2 separate regions of the Canis lupus genome follow, and region 2 is linked to region 1. The links are chromatin contacts, called in public Hi-C maps. All regions are on one chromosome and are shown on one strand. Each heading gives the region's core, a stretch centred on a gene start, on an enhancer-like site or on the middle of the called end of the contact. The rest is flanking DNA. Distances are from core to core; before and after follow the strand shown.

Region 1 (4,352 bases), core at 950-3,449:
AGCAGGGTGGACAAAAGTGAAGAATAAATGTAACCAGTGGCAAATGCAGTATAACCAGTACAATGATCTGTTAACATAAGGAATTACCAGTAATTTACCAGGTTATAACAAGGAGGGAAAAAAATCTGTTAGGAAAAAATGGGTAAAGATAATGAAATATTTTCGTAGCAGGTAGATTTATGCCAACCATGATAAGGACAGTTTCATAAAACTAAGTAGTTTCTTTTTAATCTACTAAATTATTTGAAAGAGGTAACATAAATGACAAAGGAGGGTTAGCCAGTGAATTTAATTTATTCAGATTTTGCAATGAATTGTGGTAATGCCTTTTTATAGATGATGAAAGATACTTAATTCTCATGGAATAAAGGCTAAGATAAATAGTCATAGGTAACTTTAAGATTTAGCAAATTAGTAAGAAACAAAACAAATGAACAAAGAAAAAAGAGACAAACCAAACCAAACCAAACCAAAACAAAACAAAAAAACCCAGACTCCTAACTACAGAGAACAAATTGATGGTTACTAGAGGGTAGATGGAGGGATGGGTTAAATAGGTGAAGGGGATTAAGAGCACACTTCTCATGATGAGCACTCACTAATACATAGAATTGTTGAATCCCTATACTGTGTGTGTGTGTGTGTATATATATATATATATATATATATAAAGATTTCATTTATTTATTCATGAGAGACACACTGAGAGAGGCAGAGACACAGGCAGAGGGAGAAGCAGGTTCCTCCAGGGAGCCCAATGTAGGACTCGATCCCAGGACCCCAGGATCATGCCCTGAGCTGAAGGCAGACGCCCAACTGCTGAGCCACCCAGGCCTCCCTATACTGTACATCTAAAACTAATGTAACACTGTATGTTAACTGTACTAGAATTAAAGTAGTAATAATAAAAATAAAGATTTAGCAAATTAGACAAGGATTTCATATTATAATGGACCCTCAAACAACATGGGTTTGAACTGCATGGTTCCACTTATACGCAAATTTTTTTCAATAAATACAGTATAGTATTATAAATGTATTTTCTCTTCCATATGATTTTCTTAGTGGCATTCTCTTTTCTCTAGTTTACTTTACTGTAAGTATACAGTATATAATACATATAACTGCAAAATATTTGCTAATCGATTGCTTATGTTATCCATAAGGCTTCCAGTCAACAGTAGGCTATTAATAGTTAAGTTTTTGGGGAGTGAAGAGTTATTCATGGATTTTTGGCTCTACAGGGGATTGGCACCTCTAACCCCCATATTGCTCAAGGGCCAACTGTAATTCAACTGATACTAAGTCAAGATGCAGGGTACAGTGTGCCATATTTCAATCTGTAATTTGGAATTAGATATTTTATAAAAAGATGTAAGGAAAGAAACCTGCTAACCTTGGCCAAAGAAAATCTAGGAAAAATCAAACATTGGATGAGACCTAACAAACCTCATAAGTGGGCGACATTATTATTAAAAAAAAATCATAGTTGCTTGCATTATTCTGAGATGGCTCTCTACATGCCACTGGTGTTTTCCAGACCAATGGTGAACTATATAGCCTTGATATTTCTTAGCCTTTAAGACCCCACTAATAATGATTGGCTCTATGCCTCCAGTATTCTTGAACTCTGGACAAATGCACTGGTTGTTATAAGGGAGTGTCGCATTGAGTGGTCCCAAACACATATGCTACTGCATTGTGTCTGCCCTTTTTGTCCTCTTCTGCTGCTTTTGGTTAGTTTTTGTGTGTAAGAAAGGTGCCAAAGCCATCAAAGCTATCTGTGTCCCAAGTATGTCACAGACTGTAGCATGCTGCATTCTAGAATTTCTCTCATGTCCTCTTTTGATCTGGTTCCCATAAACAACAAGCCCTATGCTCATGGGGCTCTAAGTGGTTTCAGCAAAATGTCTCTTTTACATGTTTTTCTTGTGTCTTCCAGCCCAGGTTGTAACAGTAATGCTTGAAAGGCACTGGGCAGAAACAGGGCCCTAAGGATTACTTCTCTTCCACATAGGTGCTGTATCCTTCAAATGCTCTCACCTCCCTTACATGAATAGCTCCTTAGAGCCAAACACACCCTGCAACTCTTCTGTCTGCTTGACAGGTATCTGAATCTCGAGATGCACACAGCTTGGGTTAAGTGCAGTCCTTCGATTACACAGCTGCTACTTCCTGATTCTATTCTGGGTGCCCTAGAAGTGGGGAGTTGTGGTAACACTGCAAAAATCCCCACTCGCTGTCATTCACGAAAGGTTCTGGGTCTCTTCTGATAGTGGGGCATTGGGAACCAGAGCATCTTACTCTCTCTAAATTTCTGCAGCCCTCCTTCTAGAGAGAGTTCAGAAAAGCAATGCGTTCTTGTGGTTTCTTGAAGAATCACATGCTTTATATCAGTTTTGGTGGTACAATCTGTTTTAGAACCTGGATTATTACAGTTGAAGATAAATTTTATTTAGGAGCCCATCTATTTTTATTTATATTCCCAGCCATTACTATTTTCCTTTGACCTTTGGAGAAATTCATTAATTTTTCTAAATACAATCTACTTTTCCTGATGGATTAGGATGCTCATTACTTCCCTGGACCCCTGGATAACTCTTTGATCTATGTTTGCTTTGATTTGTTTCCTTGGGTTAGAGCTCTGTCATCTCTCCTAGATGAGCCAGAAGCATCTTTTATTTGTCCATTAAAAATTAATCCTTAACAATTATTCATAGTTGTTTAGCATAACTTAACAAGATGTAACCAAAGCTAAGGAAGTGCAATGGAGAATCACATGCCACAAAAATGTTGTCATCCCTATTTTCAGATGGAAAGACCACAGCGCTGAGTGGGGATATAACCTGCTAGGGTTGGCCATGTCAGGAAAGCGTGACCTGAACCTCTGGCTCCTTGATTATTAAAGGCTCTTCTACTCTGAGTCTCGTTCTCTCCCCATCTCTCTCATACCACTACTCTTCTACCTCTATCACTTGTTTACTAAGGGAAGAAGACAAATGCTAACCCAGTTGCAACAACAGAAACTTTGTTAGATGGAATAAGATAATTTAGACAAGGATGGAGATGTTACTGTATATGGATGAATATTGGAGTATTTATTTAATTTTTTTAAAAGATTGTATTTATTTATTCATGAAAGACAGAGAGAGAGGCAGAGACACAGGCAGAGGGAGAAGCAGGCTCCATGCAGGGAGTCCGATATGGGACTCGATCCTGGAAGCCTGGTATCAGGCCCTGAGCCAAAGACAGACGCTTAACCACTAAGCCACACAGGCTTCCCAATATTGGAGTATTTAGACTCAATATTTTTCAGATAAAATGACTAAGAAATAATTCTCAAGATTCCCTAAAACCCTTGGGCTCATTTCCTGAAGTAGTAAAAAGTAGATGTTTGGAGACAGAGAAAGAGCTTATTAACTCCTAAGGCTGGGGCTTGAACTCAGCTTCAGTTCAACCTTATCTAAAAAAAAATACAGGATCTGAAAAAAGTGCAACAACAAAATGTCCAGTTCACTTCTGAGTCTACAAAAACAATAAAGCCACACGGTACAAAAGAGAGGAAGAGAGTCACATCCTTTCAGTTACTTACAGCCTACTTTTGTGGGTTGGGTACGCTCTTCAATAAAAATAAAACATTTTCCTGAGAATTGCTTTGTTGGATTGTTACTTTTCTTAGAGCTATAAAATGTTTAAAATATGCATTTCCAGGGGCGCCTGGCTGGCTCAGTCGGTAGAACATGTGACTCTTGATCTCGGGGTCATGGGTTCGAGCTCCACATTGGATGTAAAGATTTCTAAAATAATAAACTTTAAAACAAAGTTTTTAAAAAGTTGGGTAAAACGGGATCCTAAAAATAAATTTAAAAAACCCACATTTCCATATTTAGATAAATATTTCAAGCAAGTTTTACCACTGCATGCATTGAAGATAAAAATTAACTCTAATTAGTGTTTTGTTGGTGCTTGTGACTTGCACGCTTGGCTTTGAAGATCAAAAAATAATACATATGTGCTCACATGTTATTTACCTTCTCCCACACACTCTGATATTATCTGGCCATTTTCTAATTTGAAACATCGGCATCAAAAATATTGAGTCATGGGTGTATGTATGTTTAAACATCAGAGTTTCAGGACAGTGAAGCAGGAAGAGGGTGCAGTGATCAAATATACTGAGCTGATATTAGGCTCTAACACTAGCTGTGTGGCCCTTGGCAAGTTATTAACTTCTTGGGGCCTCAGTTACTTCATCTATAAAATGGGAATTAAGCAAGATCCCTAAATGTATCAGCATGAAGTATGTGTGTGATGCATGTCTAATAGTGGTTAAAAATGAAGTCTCTGGAGCC
Region 2 (4,352 bases), core at 969-3,468, 37 kb before region 1:
AGTAGAAGCAGTAAGGCAGTAAAATGTAATACTGTGCTTCCAACGTGTACAAACGGCTCAGCTAAACTCCCTGAACACAATCCATCTCAACAGCCTAAGATAACTAGGCCGAGTTAGGGACGATGACAGCTACAGTAACTTCCTCTTCCTCACCAACCTCCTCAGTTCCGCGTGTGCACGCCTTTCCCCTAGGAGGCAGGATAAAACGATTTCAAACGCACAAAATCGATCCAATGCCACCAACACCGCAGGACAGGAAAGCCAGCTTCCATTTCTTCCCTCGCGTCTCGGGGGGGGAAAAAAAAAAAAATTTATCTTAAAAATCGCACTCATGTCCCCCACGAGAAAATATGTGCGACGAAAACTGAAAACGTGTACACAGTCCGTCCACCGGGCCTTCGCGGAGGGACGGGGCGAAGGGATCTCCATCCGCAGCCAGTGTTCCCGAGATTCACCGCTCTGAGTCTCTTTCCCTCGGGTCCCGCCGCCCGGAGGGGCAGAGCCTGCAGCTCCAGAGCCAAAATAAGCCTTCGCCTCTCTCCTCAGCAGACGCGGAGGCGGCCGAGGCGACGGCGGTGCGCGCGTCCCGCCTCCGACCCTCCTCACCTGCCCAGGCCCGAGGCAGCGCCCCGGGTGCTCGCGGGCCGGGGCGTCCGGGAGGCGTCCGGGAGGCGTCCGGGAGGCGTCCGGGAGGCGGGCGGGCGGGCGCCGAGGCGGTTAGGCCGCGCTGCAGGCCGGCGCGCTTCCTGCCGGGCCCGGGAGCAGCGGCGCGGCCCCGACCCGCAGCTCAGCCGGCCTGGGCTGCCGCGCGCGGGCGGCGCACACACTCGCGTCCCCGGTCCGGCCCGGCCCGGTCGGGGCCCGCCGCGGCCGAGCAGCTTCACCCGCGCGGCGCCCACAGAGGGGGGAGGGGAACGGGGGGGCGGGGGAGGGGCGCCCCTCGGGGGTCCCGGACACACGGAACCCGCCCCGCACCCCGGGGCCGCCAGCGCCGGCCCCACACACGCCCACTGGCCCCGGGTCCCCGGGCCGCCTCCCCGCCCGCCACAGCCTCACCTCGCACAGCCTCACGCACGCTCGTCGCTCTCCCACCTCACCTCCCGGGGACGCTTCCGTGTCCCCCACATCGACCCTCCTCCGAGGCGCAGACACTCTACCTCATTCTCTTCCTCCGGCCCAGGCGGAGCAACAGCAGCCATTTCCCCGCGGCAGGGGAGACACGGCGGCGCGCGCGCCCGGCCCCACAGATGCTTCCCTCCGGGCCGCGGCCGCAGACGCAAACACAAACACCCACGGGCGGGCCTCGCTCCCGCCCGCCCCGCCGCGCCGCGCCGCGCAGCGCCGCCGCCGCCACCGGCAGGGCCCGCGCCCCCCCTCACCTGCATTCAGCGCGCCGGGGTCCGGGCGGCGGCGGCGGCGGCGGCGGCGGGGCGGCTGCTGCTGGTGCTGGGGCTGCGGCGGCGGGGGAGGCGGCGGCGGCGGTGGCGGCGGGGCTGAGGGCAGCAAAGACATGCAGGCAGCCCGCCGGGGGGAGAGGCACCGGCCGGAGGGGACGCGGGGCGGGCGGGCCGGGCCGGGCCGCCTGAGGGACGGCAGGGGCGGCGGCGGAGAGGGCGGCCGACGGGAGCGGGCAGGCGGGCGGGGGGCGGGGGGCGGGACGGTGACCCCGGGCGCCCAGGAGAGGCCCCGCGGCCGCGGCCCCCGACGCGACGGCCCAGCGCCGCAGCGAGCTCCCTCCCACGCCGCGGCTGCTACTCCGAGGGCGGCGCGGAGCCCGGCCTTGGCCTTGGCCTCCGGGCGCCGGGGCTGCTGCCGCCGCGGGGCTTGCTGCTGCGCCTGCCGCTGCCGGGCCCGAGGCTGCCGCCGCCGCCGCTCGGGGACGCCAGGCTCCGGTGCCTTCGGTGCCTTCGCTCCCGCTCCCACGTTCACAACCCCGAGGGCCGGGGAGAGGCGTCCGCGCGAGGTCGGAATTGGGATTAATAACAAGGTGCGGAGAGTGCGAGGAGGAGGAGGAGGAGGAGGAGGAGGAGGAGGAGGAGGAGGAGGGTTGATTGACGTGGAGGGGCTGGCGGCGCTCAGACACTCCCCTGCGCGAGCGCGAGCGGGAGCGCGAGCGGGAGGGGGAGGGGAGAGGAGGGAGGGAGGGAGGGAGGGGAGGGGAGGGGCGGGGCGGGGAGGGGGCGGAGCTCCAGCGCCGCGCCTCGGCCCCGCCCCCCGGTCCCCGGTCCCCGGTCCCGCCGCGGGCCGTGGCGCGCCTGCGCGCGTGGCTGCCAGGGCGCTCACCCGTCTTCTCCTTTGCCCTTATCGCTTTTTTACTCTCTTTTCTTGGCTCGAGCGGCCGGCGGAGCTGGGGGGACTGGCGGGGCGTCACACGTCCACGTCCACAGAGCCATGCTGCGGAGGAGGCCGGCGAACCCTCCTCACCCGGTGTTCCTGCCGGACGCGGCGCCGTTTGCCGCTCGCAGGCCTGAGGCGGCCTGAGCGGGAAGCGCTGCTCGGGAGCTAACGAGACGTCAGGTGAGGGGAGGTGAGGTGAGGGGAGGGGAGGTGAGGTGAGGTGAAGTGACGGAAGGAGAAGGTTTCCTGACATCTCCGATGGGGCGTTTTTGTTGGTTGGTTGGTTGGTTGGTTGGTTGGTTGGTTGGTTCAACGCAAAACACCTGGAAGTTGTGTCGCGAAAGGTAAACTGAGGAACCTCTGACGCTCCGCCATCATCCCCGTCCTACTCATCGCCTGATTCTCCCTTCTCGCGGTACAACTACGTGTGTTTGGCTGTGACCCTCCCCCCCCCCCGCCCCCTTAGCGAAAACATCAAAACGTAGAGAAAGATTAATGTTCGCTTGGCGAAGGTGGCCTTGACGTTTTAAGTTTCTCGGGTCTAGTTATGTTTCTGTGGGTTGGCTTCTGCTTTTTTACCACCTGTAGGTAGTCAAAAAAACAAAAAACAAAACAAAACATACCGACTCTAGAGGCAGAGTAGTGCTATTGCACTTTTGCACACTCCCTCGGTGCATGCTCCAGGCTTGTGCACTAAAACAAGCAGCATAAGGGTAGATTATTAGCGTATTTTTCCCCACACAGGGGTAGTGTTTAGCATACTAAGCGCGTTGTGTTGGTTGCGATTAATTAGGCCTTATTATTGAATGCCAAAGGCCTTCATCTCCTGGGGAAAGGAATGGTACACACACACCATCATTTAGCCAGAACTAATCAGATATTAAGAGTCCATCATTGCAAAAGGACAATTGCACCTCTTTCATTTTTGTCACCAGAAAGTGAGTAAAGAAGCCCCTTAGGACGGAGGACTGTGGACTACTTTGTTTTCCACCCGCGTTAAGTTTCTGTTTCCCTGTGTAGCAGTCGCGTTCCAGCGTCTGTAATAGGTGTTAAAATGGCCTTGATCCTAAAAGAAGCCTCACTCATTCATTCCCAACTGTCTTCAATCTAGACTGGTATATATGAATAGTTCTCTCTGACTTTGTAAACAACAAAGAAACAAGTCACTTCTGGAGCCCAGAATGGTAAACCTGCCTGAATGGCCTTTTGCCATAGCATTTCTCCTTGACACACACTTCCCCCCCCACCCCCCCACCCCCCAAGGAGAAACACTACCAACTGTTGAAGAAAATAGGAAAATAAACACCTGAAAAATATAAATGTGATGATGGCATATCCTCAAAGATTTAAGCTTATTCAAATACCTATAGATACATAAAGTCGTAGTTCTTTGTATATAATAATGATCTATGAAGGATATTATGTTCCAGACATTGTATTTAGCCTCAGAAATACAAAGATAAGCATATATAGTCCCTATTCTTAAGTAGCTCACAATGGTTGTAGGGGAAACAGACTCTAAACAGGAAATTCTCACAGAGCAACCAGAAATGAAATTATGAAAGGTAATACAAAATAAATAGTCACAACAATACCCAGGAGGATAAGGCTGATGGCACTGGCCTTTTACTTGAGCCATATATCTTGTCATTCTCACAGGCTAACTAGCGAGTAAGGACTAGGGCGAAGGAAGAAGGGATAGCCTTTGTGGCTGATAAGGAAGTGCTAATAGTAAATGGTGTGATGTGCTGGTCCTGAAGCTCAGGTTTATGTGGGAGATGTTCATTGTTGCTCTTTAAATTTTGTATAGTAAACGATCACAATCCATTGAATAATTGTAATTGTGATATTCAGAGTTAAGAACAGTAGGTGTTTATTTAAAAAAAGGCAAATGCAGATTAAGTTTTTTGTTTGTTTTTTTTTTATTATTTCTTCATGAGAGACACAGAGAAAGAGAGAGGCAGAGACACAGGCAGAGGGAGAAGCAGTCTCCATGCAGGGAGCCCAATGTGGGA

What was found. Hi-C and Micro-C count contacts between places; a contact is called where the count stands out from the background.
Region 2: a contact with region 1 is called in a Hi-C map of blood, with 3 times the contacts expected there. The contact joins the promoter of MRPL1 here to the enhancer-like site in region 1. A contact is called at or near these places in 2 of 9 Hi-C or Micro-C datasets (both in blood).

The regions. Positions count from the first base shown.
Region 1 is chr32:37,853,823-37,858,174 of UU_Cfam_GSD_1.0, reverse strand. All of the region lies in intron 2 of MRPL1 (39S ribosomal protein L1, mitochondrial), which reads left to right. Among named protein-coding and RNA genes, the nearest start is that of MRPL1, 37 kb to the left of the region's middle. Within about 2 kb of position 2,199, at least 1 of the 20 cell types and tissues checked has an H3K27ac peak or open chromatin away from gene starts, as enhancers often do. A contact at or near this core is called in blood, where this site is marked.
Region 2 is chr32:37,890,500-37,894,851 of UU_Cfam_GSD_1.0, reverse strand. MRPL1 (39S ribosomal protein L1, mitochondrial) reads left to right here and starts at 2,218. Exons shown (of 9, transcript XM_038582347.1): 1 at 2,218-2,517. CNOT6L (CCR4-NOT transcription complex subunit 6-like) reads right to left here and starts at 1,461. Exons shown (of 12, transcript XM_038582352.1): 1 at 1,380-1,461.